2 separate regions of the Arabidopsis thaliana genome follow, and region 1 is linked to region 2. The links are chromatin contacts, called in public capture Hi-C maps. All regions are on one chromosome and are shown on one strand. Each heading gives the region's core, a stretch centred on a gene start, on an enhancer-like site or on the middle of the called end of the contact. The rest is flanking DNA. Distances are from core to core; before and after follow the strand shown. Region 1 holds the start of SAP (Transducin/WD40 repeat-like superfamily protein). Region 2 holds the start of CYP71B8 (cytochrome P450, family 71, subfamily B, polypeptide 8).

The links. Capture Hi-C pulls out chosen DNA fragments and counts their contacts.
Region 1: a capture Hi-C map of seedling shows a contact between it and region 2, with 2.7 times the contacts expected there. The contact joins the promoter of SAP here to the promoter of CYP71B8 in region 2. A contact is called at or near these places in 7 of 26 Hi-C or Micro-C datasets (callus, rosette leaf, seedling and 1 more) and 3 of 3 other capture datasets (root, seedling and shoot).

What each region holds. Positions count from the first base shown.
Region 1 is chr5:13,939,300-13,943,389 of TAIR10.1, reverse strand. It overlaps SAP (Transducin/WD40 repeat-like superfamily protein), which reads left to right and starts at 2,523. Exons shown (of 2, transcript NM_122968.2): 1 at 2,523-2,810. The coding sequence starts at 2,604.
Region 2 is chr5:13,879,440-13,883,813 of TAIR10.1, reverse strand. It overlaps CYP71B8 (cytochrome P450, family 71, subfamily B, polypeptide 8), which reads right to left and starts at 2,592. Exons shown (of 2, transcript NM_148037.2): 1 at 1,698-2,592; 2 at 877-1,503. The coding sequence starts at 2,399. The coding sequence ends at 877. It overlaps AT5G05265 (a long non-coding RNA gene), which reads left to right and starts at 3,613. Exons shown (of 1, transcript NR_142822.1): 1 at 3,613-3,929.

The sequences.
Region 1 (4,090 bases), core at 1,274-3,773, 60 kb before region 2:
ATAGGGATTTGCCAAGCGACCGCTGGGAATCTTTAGCCCTAGGCATATTGAGTAGCACGGCGAACCACCGCTTATTCTGTAATTAGGGTTTGAGTTTAAGAACGATTCGATAACATCCTAGCTATTTCTATATCTCTTATCATCTATTTCCTGAGAATACCCTAAACCTAACGTTTTTATTATCTTGTCTTACAACTTCACAATCCACTATCTACTTACTTGCTTTCTTTTTATTTTCTTATCATCTATCTAGCTTGATTTTGATACTTTAGCCTATTGTGTGAACAAAAGAGTTTTGTGGAATTTTACCCTTAAGTACTAACGACGATCTCTTATTTGAGGGAGTAAACTTAGAGCAATTTGACCTACATCAAATTCCATTGTTGTACGTGTACGGTTTCCACCCCATCTAAGCAACGATATTTCATCCTTATTGACTACGTTCCTATATCGCTCTCCAAAGCATTTGACTGAATCATATGCCCAAGCCTGTAACATGAAAACCATACCACTGATGGTGTACGACTTTCCAATAGGCCTCAACATCTTTATAGCATTAACCAACGAGACACCAAATCTCCTTCAAAAGTATTATTAACTGTCTACTTAATAGAAAATGTACAGTCTTACGAGACCACACGAATTGACTATTCGATAACTTAGTAATTATTCCAATAGGTGCCTCCTTCATTTGATCCCACACATCTTATCATACTAATTCTCTAAATCCCATAGAAATATGTCATCTTGATATTGTGATTAATGAGTTTATTCTCTAGATTAGACTCTCCTTCTGCGTAAATTCTTAGAGGGTAATCCTTTGCTTGTTCTTCAGAAATAACCTTAGCCATCTAATAAACCATAAATCAGCCATAACCATACATTAACTCAGCCACAACATAAAACAAATTTAGCCACAGATGCATTGATAAATCATAACTCAGTCAAACATACAATAACTCATCCACAACATAAAACAAACCTAGCCACATATGCATTGATAAATCATAAATCAGTCATAAAACATACAGTAACCAAGCCACAACACAAAACAAACTCAACCACATATGCATTAATAAATCATAAATCAGTCCTAAAGCATACAATAACTCAGCCATCAAATCGAATAGAAATAACAAATCAGCCACCATATGTAAATCGACGGCAAAAATCAGCCGTAATAAGCGTCGATAAAAACCATCAATATCATAACAGTGGTTTTAGAAAATGGTTTTAATCATGGGAATCACTTGCTATTGAACTTAGATGTCTGATTATTGTCGGAAAAATCGAAATAAAGATTTGACACATATCGAAACAAGTTGAGTTGAGACGAAATGTGACTCGATGACAACGACGTTAAAAGTTTCGGGCGGAAGAGACGAGAGAAAGAGAGAATAGCCACGAGAAATAGGTTTTCTTCGTTTTCGGATAAACACCTAGTAAAAGAGAAGACATTTTTTTTTCCCAAGATGAACAATGTCTGGGAGGAAAACCAAAATGTTCCTCTTAGTGACGTTAATAATGTGGCTTTATTTTTTTTTCTCTCTTAATAACGTGATTCATCATTATTTCGTTAATTATTTTTAATTAAAAAAGAATAAAAATGTTTTAACTAAAAAATACTAATCAAAAATGTTAATTGTAATTATATAAAAGCACTATATATATGAATAATTTTCAGAAAATGTAAATATTTCTATATTTAGATTGAGGAATAAACTTAAAAGCATCGCATGCTCATGTGTTGGTTTGTGATGAGTTTGGACTAAAGTTCACGATGAACCGTGGTTTTGAGGATCGTGATAGCTGCAATATGAGAAAAAGTAGGGTTAAGTTTTGTGATGACAGAATATGGCGAATTCTAGGTTTGAGGATTGTAATGATAAGAATATGCTTAACCAGATTTCCAAAAATTATTTACTTATAATGACAATAGTATGTTGGGAAAAAAAAATATGTTAAACTATGCTTTAAAAGTTTTTACTACTGGTATGAAAGTCGAGATTTGGTGCTACGAGTTTGATCTCTCTGACAAATTTTTTGCGTATACATATTATTTTATTTCTCATTTTTAAAATGGATCGATCTACAAATATTTGTGTTTAGCCAATAGTTTACCATATACAAAAAATTTACTAATGTTCGCGGAAGGAAATAAACTTAGCAAATATATTGTTGAATTCTTAATGATATATAACACTATTTTAAATATAAAAAATCGTCAAAATATAAATCTAGTGATTTATAATAATATAGCTGTTATATTGCCATTATAATTCAAAATCTGCATATCAAAAGAAAGAAATTTTGAAATATGTCACCATACTGAACCAATACTTTTCCTAAAAAATATAAAATTGAAGCTATTTCACAAACAAATCTGCATCTATTAAGAATAAACAAAAACAAATAATAACAAATCTTGACAAAAGAAAATAAAAATAGGAAAAAAACATACCTTCACAACCTGGGTCCCCCACCTCGGAGAAGTATGTCTTTATCTACACTTTTTGTCCTTTGTTTCCTCTCTCCCCCACCATTCTTTCTCCTCTCTCCGCTTCTTCTTCTTCCCCTGTTCCTCTTATAACCCCTCTCGTCTCATGTCTACCTCCTCCTCTTCTTCCGACAACGGAGCCGGTGGAAGCGGCGGCGTTTTCGAGGCCCCATCTCCATCCCGCCCTCGCCGCGGAGCCAACGATGTTTGGCCGGAGCCTTTTCTTGAATCTCTCGCCGTTCAAGTTGCCGTTAACGCTTCCACATCCGCCGGCCTCCTCGCCGCAGCTCCGGCTCTTGCCAACGTTTTTCGGGTCAGTTCTAACGTTCTTTGAATACCTTCTTTTAGTTTTGTAACGGTCGAGACACATCAATTATCTCGTGTCTCTCTATATATATATGTACTTCAGGTAGTAAAGTAATATTTTCGTTACACTATCTGAATTCGTTTATTAGCTTATATTTGAACTTGAAAATAGTGAGACATAGATCTTATGCAGACAAAACAAAGTCAAAGTAGTCGTGGGTCTATAATAACTTAAGTGGAGGGACACAATCTTGGTCTAGTCAAATGTACTGCTTGTTTCAAGTGTCTTGTACTTTAGTTGTTTCTAAGCTTAGATTTGATTCTGCCGTTCTAATTCTTTTTGGTATAACGAATTCTTACTCTTTAGATCATAATTAAGTGATGATGTTACTTCAATTCGATTGAATGTGATATTAGTTTGTAAGGTTGGGATTCTGAAGAGACAAAAAAAAAAAAAAACTGACCTTTGGAAAGGTAACCGCCCTTTCTGTGTTTCTATGATGGGTCCAAGTCCAACTTTTATGTCTAACAAGACGACATTAATTTGATGTCTCTTTCACATATCATATAGTTTGGGGACTTTGTTTTTCTTTTATGTATTTAGAAACTTTTTGTCTTCCATTTTTACCCAATAAGTTTATTTCTTTTTCATTGTTCTCTCGTCTACTTTTGATACCTTTTAATGTCTATTTTTGGATCCTCTAAGGAGACCATACAACCCCATCTCGTTTGTGTAATCTTTGTACAACATTTGGGCATAGTAACTCTAATATTAATATTATATTATGAATTGGATCCCTTAGGGCACAAAATCAAGGTTTTATTTTATTTTATTGGCTTTAAATCTTCCTTTCTTGGCATGTAGAAAGCCCTTTTTTAAGATCAAGAAATCCACTTTTTGACTCAAAAGTTCTTACAATAATAATCAAATTAAACACTTTCTTGTCTCCAAATATTGGTTGATAGACATTAGGCACAGTCTTTAGTCCAATGCCCAATAGATTTAATATTTTTTAGAATTATAATTATAACGGTATTTATCTGCTAATTGTTTTAAAATTATAATAATAGAAAGTGACCTCTCACGACAGACTCATAAAACTAGAAAATGTCGTTGCACATTTAACAACATCTAAAAAGAGAATGAAAAGAAACCTAAGTAAGGTCCTGTCTTTTTGCCTTGCCAATGTTAGTCCTATATTACCACATTAGGTTATTTTCTACATACATGAAAACTCTATTCATCAACAGATATATGATCCATGTATTATATCAGGCATTCATATT
Region 2 (4,374 bases), core at 1,343-3,842:
CCAAAGTAACATTGAATTGAATAAAAAAATAGTAATATTTATTAAAAACTAAAATGTATATCAAATAACATTTACGTTTTTATAGATTTCAAAAGTAAATTAAAAAATAAAATTAAAACCTAAAAAAAAAATCGAATAAAAATAAAAATATTTACTTAATTGAACAAATTATAATCAAAGTAACATTGAATTGAATAAAATATTGCAATATATATTAAAACTAAAATGTATATCGAATAAAATTTATGTTTTTATAAATTTGAAAAGTAAATTAAAAATCAAAATTAGAAAAAGGTAATTTAGATTACCTCACCATGTGGTATAGGCATATGGTACCAATATCAAACCCTGATAAGACACCGAGTCATTACCACTTAGCCAGGCAACAATTGGTGTTAATATTTCTATTTGTTTAGTATTTAACCTTTTAAGTAAACAACTTAAATTTCGGTTTAATACGGTTTATGAAAAAAAATTAGAACCAAATATCCCTAAGTACCGTATAACCTCTGTAAATTAATACTAGATGAATTAATAAATTGCTAAATTAATAGATTTTTAGTCCCAAATTAATTTTTGGTTCAATTCGTATATTAATAAATTAATAATTTTAATAAATTAATAAAATATAATAAAGTTTTATGGTCCCAACATTAGTAACATATAGAAGTTTTACTGTATAATATACAAACAAACCAGGATAAATGTAAGAAAAATAAAAATAAAAAAAAAAACAAATATACTACGGTATAGGCAAACATACAAATCTTCATTTTTGTAAAAAAAAAAAAAAAAAATACAAATCTTCATTTATTTTTATTATAGATAAATATTATCAAAACAACCCATCAAAAGTAGGTGATTGAGAAAGTCATCTTATTTAATGCATAGTGATGCTGGGAGCGTAGGTATGAGCTCAAGAGGGACTTTCTTGGCGATGGTCAAAGCTCCATCTTCTTCCATGTCAATGTCTTTAATGGTCATTCCATTGGGTAAACTCCAATCGAAGTAGTAAAGAATGTTAAGAAGGCCTAGCTCAAGAATGGTGATTCCCAAAGTCATACCAGGACAGCTCCTACGACCGGCTCCAAAGGGTAAAAGCTCGTAATGCTGACCTTTGTAGTTGATTGAGGTATTTGCAAACCTCTCAGGATTGAATTCTTCAGGATTAGTCCAACATTTGGGATCACGTCCTATGGCGTAAGTGCTGATCTTGATATGTGCGTTCTTGGGAATGTGGTAGCCTTGAATCTCTATGTCGGACATTACTTGTCTTGGGAGCAAGAAAGGACCTGGTGGATGTAATCTGAAAGTTTCTTTGATCACCAACTTCAAGTACTCAACTTTCTCTAGATCTTCTTCTGTGATTCTCTCTTTGTTGGGTCCAAGTGTTGCTCGAATCTCTTCTCGGAGTTTCTTCATCACTCTTGGATGTCTGGTTAGCTCTGTCATCGTCCATATCATTGTGATTGTTCCTGCGTTCACTCCCCCCAAAACTATGTCCTGATTAAATGACATACGTAGTTTAGGTTCTAAATTTAAGAGAAAACAAAAATAAATTAGAAAATAGATGTAGAAGTACAAGACAATTAATTATGTCTATATTGCGAGTTAACTTTCTAACCAAGCTATAACTTCTCTGCTTAAGTTACAGAACCTAAAAGAATGGTACTAACTAAGAGATTATTCGCACTCACCGTCATCATTGCTATGAGATGATCAGAAGTGATCTTGAAAGAACCGTATTCAGTGGATCTATTGATCATATCCAACATGGAACTGACGAGGTTTGAGTGATCTTGGGATTGTCCAATCTTCAACTCCTCATCGATTACATGTTGAAAGAACTTGGTGAGTTTTGAAAAGGCTTTCTCGATCCTCGAATGTTGACCGGAGATCCGGTCTACAAGCCAACCGAGACCCGTTGGGAAGAAGTCAGTGAATGCGAAGCTGAATACGTTGGTCTCTGACTCTTGCACCAACTCTTCAAGTCTGTCCATATCGATGAAATCGCACTCGCGGAAGTTCTGTCCAAAGGAGACTCTAAATATGATACCCGCGGTGAAGGAGAAAAAGGCTTTTCTCAAATCCACTAAAGTTTGTGTTTGAGAAGATTTGGATAGTTTCTTGACCAGCAAGTCACCCTCTTCCTCTCTGATATACCTGAAAAATTTGTGCTTCTTTGGATTGAAGAGCTCAAGCCCCACGAGCTTTTTCATCTCTCGCCAGTCCTCACCATACTGAGCGAAAGCAATGTCTTTGAAGTTGCGAGTAAACAACCCGTTCGCAACCAGCTTAGGTCGGGAGCATGTCTCTAGATCGCGAGACTTTAGAACTTGTTTAGCTGCTTCCTTGGAAGAGATAACAACCATCGGGACGACCCCGAAACGGAGAAGCATCACTGGTCCATGTTCTAAAGAGAGCTTGTGAAAAGAACTATGAAGCAATCTTCCAAGCTTGGTGCAAGTTTCCGATGATCGGAAGACCTGTAGGTCCGGGAGGAAGCTTCCATTTCGAAGGTAAAAGCTTCTTAAAGAGGGTTAAAAGGAGAGGGAAAAGGAAGAAGAAACATAGTAAGATAGACTTTATCATTGTCTTCTTTTTTTTTTTTTTTTGGCTACGTTTCTGTTTTCCTTTGTATTTGGAGTGAATAACATTTTGTTCTCGAAGAGGCAATATATAGGAAATGCATGTGGTTAGGCTTTTGTAGTACTGTATATGAAAGCAGAGGAATTGAATTAATTAAAGGCAACTCTCTCGAGACATATCGTTTTCTTTTTAATGGGAAAAGCCACAAAAAAAACACAGGTTAGATGCAATGCTCTATCTCTAACCAAACCGACAACATAATCTGGTAAGCTACAAATCCAAACATTTTTTGTGGAACTCATTCGTGTAGCCATAACTAATTTGGTAATTAGTTAAAAAAACCATAACTAATTTAGTTTGATGATTTTTTTAATATTTTTATATTATATGGGAAATATGAAATATCCTAAAGAAAACAAAAAATAATCAAGCACGCGTAGAGTGCCATAAATTAACTATGGTAGGCTTTCATAAAAAAATTTATTATGAGGTTTATTTATTTCGGGATTAATAGAGATAAGTCCACTGAAGACAGGCACCATCACACTAGAGATCAAGTCCCGCTCCCTACAATTTGTAGTGAATTGGCTAATGGGTCGGCCAGTTGTGGTCCAAATGTTGACCAAAAAAGATTTATAGCGTTTCGATATCTCAATATAATGTGCTAAATTTTTAAAATAATAACTAATATAATTACTGATTTTGTTAAAAAGAAAAGAAAACAATTCCATGGACTAATGCCGGAATGAAAGTCGTCATCGATGGTCAAACTTGATTTGTTCGTGAACAGGATTGATGGTCCGAATGAACTTACAAATTCATATGAAATATAATAAGGTTTTTGATCGGATCAAAACCATAAGAAAAAATATCCATCAAAAAGCAGGAAACTCAGATGTAAACGAACTTTTTGATCTCAATTGAATTAAATTTCTAATTTTATTGTATATTATCTCCTTCTTATTATTGTTTAGAAATTCAACATTTTCAGTTCAATTACTAATAATATATTAAAAGAACAATTCTTGGGTTCACTCCTTCTTAAATAAAAGAAACAAAATCAATGTAATTCAACCTAATTTTTTTTGTTGATTTTACTAAATAAGTTACATCGCTGAATTGTTAAGTTATCTAACGGAAAAATTATCGGTTTAATCAAACCATTTAACAGTCTGAATAATTTGGCTTATTTAACAAAAATCTATAACCAGATATCACGTGACGTCGATCCGGAAATGAATGAGCCTTGAAACTGCTTTGGGGTGAGGGTACCATGAAGCCAAAGCTTTACAATCCCATCACGTTTCTGCCACACGAGATCATTGTCATCGGCTGGGAGGAGAGTGTCGTCGATGTGTCCGAGAACGTCAAAGCTGAGACAGTGGGTGAGAAAAAGTTCTCTCCACGTATCTTAGTTGTTTTTTTTCAATATCAAAAATCACAGAGATGTGAGACTTGATGTTAGAGACTCCATAGATCTTGTTAGAGGGATTGACTGCGTCGGCCATTGAAAGAATTTGGAGAAAACAGGAAGAGAATAGAGGACGAGAAAGAGAAAAGAAAAAGATTTAATCAGAAAAGAAGCGATTTAGAAAGAGCTGCGCTCTAATACCGTGAAAGATATTGAAAGTCTTCTAGATACAATATGTTATGGGATTCTTCTAGATACATGAAGAATATCCATAGTATTTCAAACTAATATTTAAGGATATTCTATCTGTTAATAAAGACGCTTTATGTGAATAACCCACATACAAATGTTGCTAAGAGGACGTTATTGGATTT